Linked DNA regions of Pan troglodytes: region 2 is linked to region 1. A link is a contact called in public Hi-C data. All regions are on one chromosome and are shown on one strand. Each heading gives the region's core, a stretch centred on a gene start, on an enhancer-like site or on the middle of the called end of the contact. The rest is flanking DNA. Distances are from core to core; before and after follow the strand shown. Region 1 holds the start of TTC23L (tetratricopeptide repeat domain 23 like). Region 2 has its middle 130 kb from the start of RAI14.

Region 1 (3,980 bases), core at 1,002-3,501:
CGAGGGCTCAGAAGCAAGGCATCTAACCCTCTCTTGAGAGGCCATAAAAATGTGTTCCAAGCGAAAGTTTATTTGGATTTCCTTGCCTTAAATTTCACAGTTCTGGGATAAGAATAGCTTGGAGATAATCACATTTGATTTGGGGTTGTAAGAGCCTAGAAAAACCCTCCATACTGCTTCCTGTATGCAATTTCTGCAAGAGCAATGCTTGCCACCTCAACCTCCGGATGAGGGGAGGGAATGTGAATACACACGGTGGAAACGCACTAGCCACTTAGATTAGTGGGATGCCATTCTAGAGTTAGTGAACAAACCTAAAAGTGTATATACTACAACTAAAGCTTACATTTGGGGGACAGGGTTAACATGACAAGGAAAGAAATACCAAAAAACTTCAAGAGTCCTCAAAGTTCTGGCTGGACGGTGGCTCACACCTGTAATCCCGGCACTTTGGGAGGCTGAGGCAGGCAGATCACCTGAGGTCAGGAGTTCGAGACCAGCCTGGCCAACACAGTGAAACCCTGTCTCTACTAAAAATACAAAAACTAGACAGACAGTAGTGGCACACATCTGTAATCCCAGCTACTCGGGAGGCTGAGGCAGCAGAATTGCTTGAACCCGGGAGGCAGAGGTTGCACTGAGCCAAGATCACACCACTGCACTCCAACCTGGGCCACAGAGTGAGACTCTGTCTCAAAAAAAGAAAAAAAATAGTCGCCAAAGTTATTTTATTTTGATTTATAATTTTTACAGATGCAGGCAACATGCTTCCGGTCAGAGCTAATGAAATGGAGGCCGAATTAGAGCGTTGGCTTTAGGAATGGGAATTCAGTGCCTGTTCTGGTTCTTCTCTTCACAATTATCAGCAAAAGCAAAGGTTTAGAAAAGAGACATTACCTTTAATATACTTAGAAACAATCTCACAGCCATTTCCTAGAATGAAAGAACATTAAAACCTTTCAATTTGATGACCAACTTAACAAGGGGTAAAAGAAATAAATGTTGGAGAACAGGAAACAGGTTCTTCCTTTTTACTCCCATACATGTTAAATACTGTTCATAGAGTCACAAAAATCGTTTACCCCTTACAGAAACCTGGAACCAGAAGGCCCTTCAGAAAGCAAGTGGTACAAAAACCTTCACCGTATAGGCAAGAAAATTGGGACCCACTGGCCGTGACTCGGCCCAGGCTACAGAGTCAAAACCAGAACCTTGACATTCTGAAATCAGGTTCATTGCTGTCATCATTGTTCCATGCTGAGAGTTTTCTTAGGAAAAAGAATAAAGTGGGGGAATCTTTCCAAAATTGTGACTATGGAGCTCGAAAGTACAGATTTAAATCTTGAGTTAACAGACCATACAGGTTTTACTTAAGAGATATTCAAGAAAACTCATTTAAATAACTCCTCCAACCTAACTCCAAAAAGGCTTTCTTGGCAGTCTTGGATCAATGGCAATTAAACTTCCAGCCTAGAGCTGGAAATAACAAACATCAAACGTAAACACCATCTTTCACATTCTCAGTGTTCTCCTTGTCTCTCTACCTAGTCTGCTCTTTTCTGAAAACAACTGGGACACATTCACTCCAACTTGACTTGCCATGGGCCTAGTCTATGATAGGGTTCATAATAACATCCTTCAACATAGCGTTGCAAGAGCTGGCGCTGTTTGTTTGGGTATGGCCACAATTGCCTCTGCACCTTGTGTGTATTACACACACTGTGTATTCCATGCCAACGAAGGGGTAAGATATGGCTGCATTATTTAGGGCTAAGTGCTAAATAAATAATGAACAGCTAACCATTAGCAGATCTAGTAGTCGATTTCTTACCCTACTCTCTTCCTGCAATCAGCTTTCCTAACCATGCCTAGCTCCAATCTTACTGGGTAACACAGACGGTGCCAGCACAGTCAACAGCCATATCTAAGCCTTTCCTCTGGGGTCCATAAAAACAAAACTCCCGAGGAGCTGTGGGGGTGCACCGTGGCCAGGGATCGTCGCCGAATACAGCCCGCACACGTCGCAGCTTTAAATAAGTAGGGCCGTGGGGCCCGGCGCTCCCTTCCATCCTTGGACGGAATGTATCTTCTCTTCCTACGCCTTCACCTCCGAGGGGTAAGGTCTCGTGAGATACAATATGCAGACGCCAATTTTGGGGCGAGCCGGAGGCCGTGCCCGTCTAACCTGCGGTGACGGGAAAGCGGAGGGTAAGGCAAGAGCTGCTGTAGGCGCCAGCCAACAGGGACTCTCCGAACCGGAAGTGCCCCGCGTCGCCATGGCTACAGGCGCTCCCAGCAGAACCCGTAGCGTTCCGTTCCCATGGCAACGGTATTGTCTCCTGGGCCGGACCCGGGTCGCGGAAGGTAACTGGGGACCTCGCAGGCTGTGCAGCTTTCGCGAGGCACCGCTTTGGCGCCCGGACCGAGGTGCGCCAGGGTCAGGAGGCCGACGCAGCGGGAGGAAGCAGCGCAGTCGGGCTCAGGGAGCTGGGAGGCTGGTTCCGGGGCGTGGTTGCCCCGCCTTGAGCCAGGTGCGCCTTGCGCACTCGCGCGTTCTCTTAGAGCCTCCGCGGCAGAGAGGCTCTCAGAGCTCGACCTGCGGAGTCAGGGCTTACAGATTTGCCGCGGAACCACAGCGGGAAAAGAGGAGCGATTCGTCCCTGAGGGGTTCAGGGCGGTGCGGAACGTCATAGGAACAGAGTCCGGGAGTTTGAGAGATCAGAACTCCTTGTTGTGGGCATAGTGTTTAAAGTGGAGGTTAAAGAGAGGAATTAGTGAGTCTCCCTTTCTGATTTTCGGATAATGGATGCTCTGGAGCCTGGATCAGAAAGCCTCTCAGGGCTCGGCGGGAATTAGTGATTCTGGAGGGTGAAAAGAGAGGCGACTTGGTGGATGTTAACATTCAATAAGTAACTGCGTTCGATTTGGATTTGATTTAAGCGACTGGCATAGCCTTCCTTGAGAGTTGAATTTCACAAATACTGTATTTAGAAATCACATTTTTCGTCATGTGCTTCCGAGGTTTCCCCCATCATCTAACAGCAACAACTAAAACAGACACATGAATTTCATTTTATTGTTTTATTTTGAGACGGAGTCTCGCTCTGTCGCCCAGGCTGGAGTGCAGTGGCGCAATCTCCGCCTCCCGGGTTCAAGCGATTCTCCTGCCTCAACCTCCAGAGTAGCTGGAACTACAGGCGTGCACCACCACAGCCGACTATATTTTGTATTTTTAGTAGAGACGGGGTTTCACCCTGTTGGCCAGGCTGGTCTCGAACTCCTGAACTCGGGTGATCCACCCGCCTCGGCTTCCCACAGTGCTGGGATTACAGGCGTGAGCCTCTGTACCCGCCTTGTGACCCCTTTACTAGAATCTGCTATTAATTAGTGAAATGACCCCAGGGGGAAAAAAAAAGGCAGAATTAACCAATACACTGGCTGTGCTTCGTTTACCACTGAGAGTTGGTTGCTTTGCTTAAATCCATCACGCCGTCAGACCTGCAAAAACAATATCTGAGTTAAGTAGGTGACCATAGTTTTGATGACCCAGGAACAGTAAATGTGTTTGCTTTGAGACATAAAGGCCAAGGATTTTGGAGAAGTAGGGTGGAGTTGAAATTAGGGGAAAGAAATTTAACTTAGACATTTAATTTGGCAAATGTCTGTTTTCCAGCAGTCTCCATATCTGAGTATGCGTAGTCTGTGGATTTAGGATGGGTTATATATTCGAGCAGTTTTAGTTTAATGTTAATAGCAAACCAGAGGGGGAAAATAGAACAGACACCCAGCCTTTTCTCTCAAAGCTGACCTTACCTGATTCTTGGTAGGAAGAAGATGCAAGCCAGCCCCATCCGTATCCCAACTGTTAGCAATGACATCGACTGGGATTTCTGCTTCCGTATGTAAGTATCACAGCATTTTGACATCACAGGTACTCACTGGGCTGAAACACTGGGACCTCCTGCTTAAGGCAAGCCTGG
Region 2 (3,980 bases), core at 381-2,880, 320 kb before region 1:
GGTGCACAGGGTGAAAGGAGTAACCAGATGATGAAGACCCAGAGAGGAGCAACGGCAGGAAGCTGCTACCTCCCCTAAATCGGAAGAAATGAGAGAGGAAATGGAGCCCGGTGAGGCCTGGAGCCATGGAGAGGCCTCTACCAGAAGCGGGAGTCACATAGTCACTGCCAGAAGCAAGGCTCAAAGCTGGGAGGGAGCATGGGGGACAGGACACCCTGGCATCCTCTGCCCTCCACCCTAATTATCTTTCCTCCTGCCCTCCATTCTCCTGATGGAGCCTGGCACTGATTCTACCTAACAAGAAACCAAGGCAAGGGAGCCAAGGTGATAGGATCCAAGGCTCAGACCAGGGCAGAGAGGAGGTTAGAGCAGGTCCAGGTGTGGTGAAGGAGGGGCATGGCAACTAGTTTCATCTTTGTGCTTTGTCAACACAAAGACTAAACTAGGTCTGGGTGCGGTGGCTCATGCCTGTGATCCCAGCACTTTGGGAGGCTGAGGCGCGGATCACCTGAGGTCAGAAGTTCAGACCAGCTTGGCCAACACATTTTCCACTTATTTTCACCACAAACAGCTGTATTATCAGCATTATTATTTTTGAACTTTGTCAGTCTTGGTAACATAGAAATATTTACTTATAATTCCTTGGTGAAGTAACAGGAGTGTTGCTGTTACCGGAAAGGGGTCTGGATCCAGACCCCAAGCGAGAGTTCTTGAATCTTGTGCAAGAAAGAATTCAGGGTGAGTCCATAAAGTGAAAGCAAGTTTATTGGGAAAGTGAAGGAATAAAAGAATGGCTACTCCATAGGCAGAGCAGCCCCGAGGGCTGCTGGTTGCCCATTTTTATGGTTATTTCTTGATGATATGCTGAACAAGGGGTGGATTATTCATGCGTCCCCTTTTTAGACCTTATCGGGTAACTTCCTGTCGTTGCCATGGCATTTATAAACTGTCATGCGCTGGTGAGAGTGTAGCAGTGAGGATGGCCAGAGGTCACTCTCGCCACCATCTTGGTTTCGGTGGGTTTTAGTCGGCTTCTTTACTGCAACCTGTTTTATCAGCAAGGTCTTTATGACCTGTACCTTGTGCTGACCTCCTGTCTCATCCTGTGACTTAGAATGCCTAACTGCCTGGGAATGTAGCCCAGCAGGTTTCAGCCTTATTTCACCCAGCCCCTCTTCAAGATGGAGTTGCTCTGGTTCAAAAGCCTCTGACACTATTGTTCTCAGCTTTTCAGTTGTCCTTACCAAGCTTTCTTTCAGAGGCCTCTCTCTCAAGACACCCTTGTATCTTGTGACGTGAAATAGGAGAGAAAGTGGAAGAAGCTGGGTGGAGAAAATGAAGGCAGGAGCCCTTCTTCTTACCAACAGAACAACTGTGGTTTAAAAAAAAGGAAATGGAATGAGAACTATGGAGGGAATTTTGCAGATAGGTTCTTAGGCTCTCTGGGACTAATGACATGGAGTGAAGGAAAATGTTTGGTCTTAGAGATGGTAAACAGGTGACTTACACAGAACAAAGAGATGTGATAAAAGAGGAAATGTTAAGGAATTTGAATTGAGTACTGACAAAGACTGTTACTGTTGTCCTTATGCATTGGGCAAAGTGGGCTGCAGAATTGCTCGACCTTCTAGGTGAAGTTAATGTTGGCCGCTAGGTGGCAATCACATGTCTTCAATAACCGAAGACATCGCAGGCCTGAGTAACTGGCCTTCCTGGTGAGTTTCATCAGTCCATCCACTGTCAGAGAATTATAGTTTCAAAGTCTGCTTGGATGCATTTTAATATTAAATCAACTTGTGAGTGCTCATTATGATTCGTCAAAATCATGGCCCCAAGCAGCTACTGTTTTCAAAGTAAGTGATGTGTGGTTTTCCTTCCACTGTTTGGGTGTTTACACTTAGAGCTTCCTCCTACTTCTTCTCCTTAGGAACTTGACACTATTTCTGCCATAGAAATGATATTCCAGGCAACTATTTCTTACAAAAAGAATAAATAGAACAGGTCTTGGGTCTGAAACAATTGGCCAGCTGAGATTTTGTTTTGTATTCATTTGGTTTTCCTGCTTGGTAGATTTAAACAAAGCTTTCCAACATTTTACTTTCGAAGCAAGATTCACACTGAAAAAACCATGTTACAGCACAATGTTGTAGACGCTAATCTATTCTGATGGATGTGTTTTTTATAGGTCTTCTTCATTTGATTTAATATATATTTAAAACTGAGTTTGTCTGCCTGGTGAGAGATGAAGGAAATACAAATATAATCACTTTACAAAATAAATGCCTAAGATGGGGAACACTCAGCATATAGTGTTTATATATATTCACACACCAAGAAATAATCAAATATAATGATGCCAGCATTGATCGTAGATTTTCATAGCCACATATTTCTTGAGTGGTTTGTGCTAGCAAGGGAGACCCAGAGAGTCAGATGCACTCAAGCTTTTGTAATGAGGTGGTGCAGCATCTTCAATCCCCAGGGTATCTCCTATAACTTTCTACAGGATCTGATGCCATGCTAGAGAGTTGCAAAGCTCTGAATAGCTTTACTTACATAGAGTGTTGGGTGTTTTGAGATTTATTTTGGAAGAGAAAGGAGAGAAGTTTCTCTGAGACATAGCAGGTCATATGTGGCTGAGCCTACAGCAAGGCCAATGAAAGTGATTATGAGTCACTCATAGCCTAGGAGTGTGTCCCAACAGATATTTCTGATTTGGCCCCAGGCCACCATCAGACTATGTTGTCTTAAGTTGTCATATCTGGTAACTGCAAAAACAAACCATTTTAGCTATCATATAAGATATTGTCATATAAGTATTGACCTCTTCAAATGAATAATGGTCTCAAGACCTTCAAACAAGAAGTGGTGCTAAGGTTGCATATAAGCATTACATATCGATGAAAACATTGATCACAGACATATTACAGCTGAGTACCAAGAGCTACTGGAGTCACAGCAACATCAGTTCTGGATTATCAATGTTTATGTCCAAAGGGGAGATAAACTGTTGACAGGGTAGTAGTCAGGGTAAGTCAATAGTTCAGTGGGAAAACATTAGGGACAGATCTTTTTAGCTTTACCCTCTTTACCCACCAAACACTCATTTTTAATTAGGAACAGATTCAATGTGAAGGATAGGCTCACTCATCACTGTGGTGAGACATTGTTCTCATGTCCTTCACTGCCCACACTCTTTTTATTTTTATTTTTTTATTTTTTATTTTTTTATGAGACAGAGTCTCGCTCTGTCGCCCAGGCTGGAGTGCAGTGGCACAATCATGGCTCACTGCAGCTAAGACCTCCCCCGGCTCAGATGATCCTCTCATCTCAGCCTCCAAAGTAGCTAGGACTACAGGCACCTACCTGGCTAATTTTTCTATTTTTTTGTAGAGGTGATTTTGCCCTGTTGCCCAGGCTGGTCTCAAACTCCTGGGCTCAAGAGACCTGCCCGCCTCAGCCTCCCAAAGTGCTGGGATTACAGGTATGAGCCACACCACCCGGCCATTGCCTACACTCTTTATGCAGAGTTTATTTGGTGATTTTCACCCCATTTTTGTGCTCAATCTTAAGATCTGATTAATGCCAAAAATAAATAATCTAATTTCAAAATAATATAAGTTCATATTACGTATAGACATGTTTGTGCACATATGCATATGATGAGCTTCACGTATACAACTATTCATACATTTATATTTTTATCATTCATAATATGCATGCATGTGTGTAAGAGGACTTGGCCTTTCTTATTTAAAACTGATCATATATTAATATATATAAGAAGGGCAGAGAATGGAAGGCCATACACCTCCATGTTAGCAATAGTTATCTCACAAGGGTAGAATTACTTCCTTTGCTGATTTCTCTTCTATTCTTTTTTTGTCTGTGATTTTCATGTTTTCTGCAATAATCAAATATTACTTTTATAAATAGAAAAAAACCATAATGTAATGGTTTTGGAAAAGTGTATTTGACTT

Evidence for each region. A called contact is a pair of places that touch in the nucleus more often than the background predicts.
Region 2: a Hi-C map of stem cell-derived neural progenitor cells shows a contact between it and region 1, with 2.4 times the contacts expected there. The contact joins the enhancer-like site here to the promoter of TTC23L in region 1. A contact is called at or near these places in 1 of 7 Hi-C or Micro-C datasets (stem cell-derived neural progenitor cells) and 1 of 1 datasets of contacts at active chromatin or transcription factors (stem cell-derived excitatory neurons).

The regions. Positions count from the first base shown.
Region 1 is chr4:77,949,100-77,953,079 of NHGRI_mPanTro3-v2.0_pri, reverse strand. It overlaps TTC23L (tetratricopeptide repeat domain 23 like), which reads left to right and starts at 2,251. Exons shown (of 11, transcript XR_001717770.4): 1 at 2,251-2,364; 2 at 3,828-3,902.
Region 2 is chr4:78,263,856-78,267,835 of NHGRI_mPanTro3-v2.0_pri, reverse strand. No RefSeq gene overlaps it. Among named protein-coding and RNA genes, the nearest start is that of RAI14, 130 kb to the right of the region's middle. Within about 2 kb of position 1,630, at least 4 of the 24 cell types and tissues checked have an H3K27ac peak or open chromatin away from gene starts, as enhancers often do. A contact at or near this core is called in stem cell-derived neural progenitor cells, where this site is marked.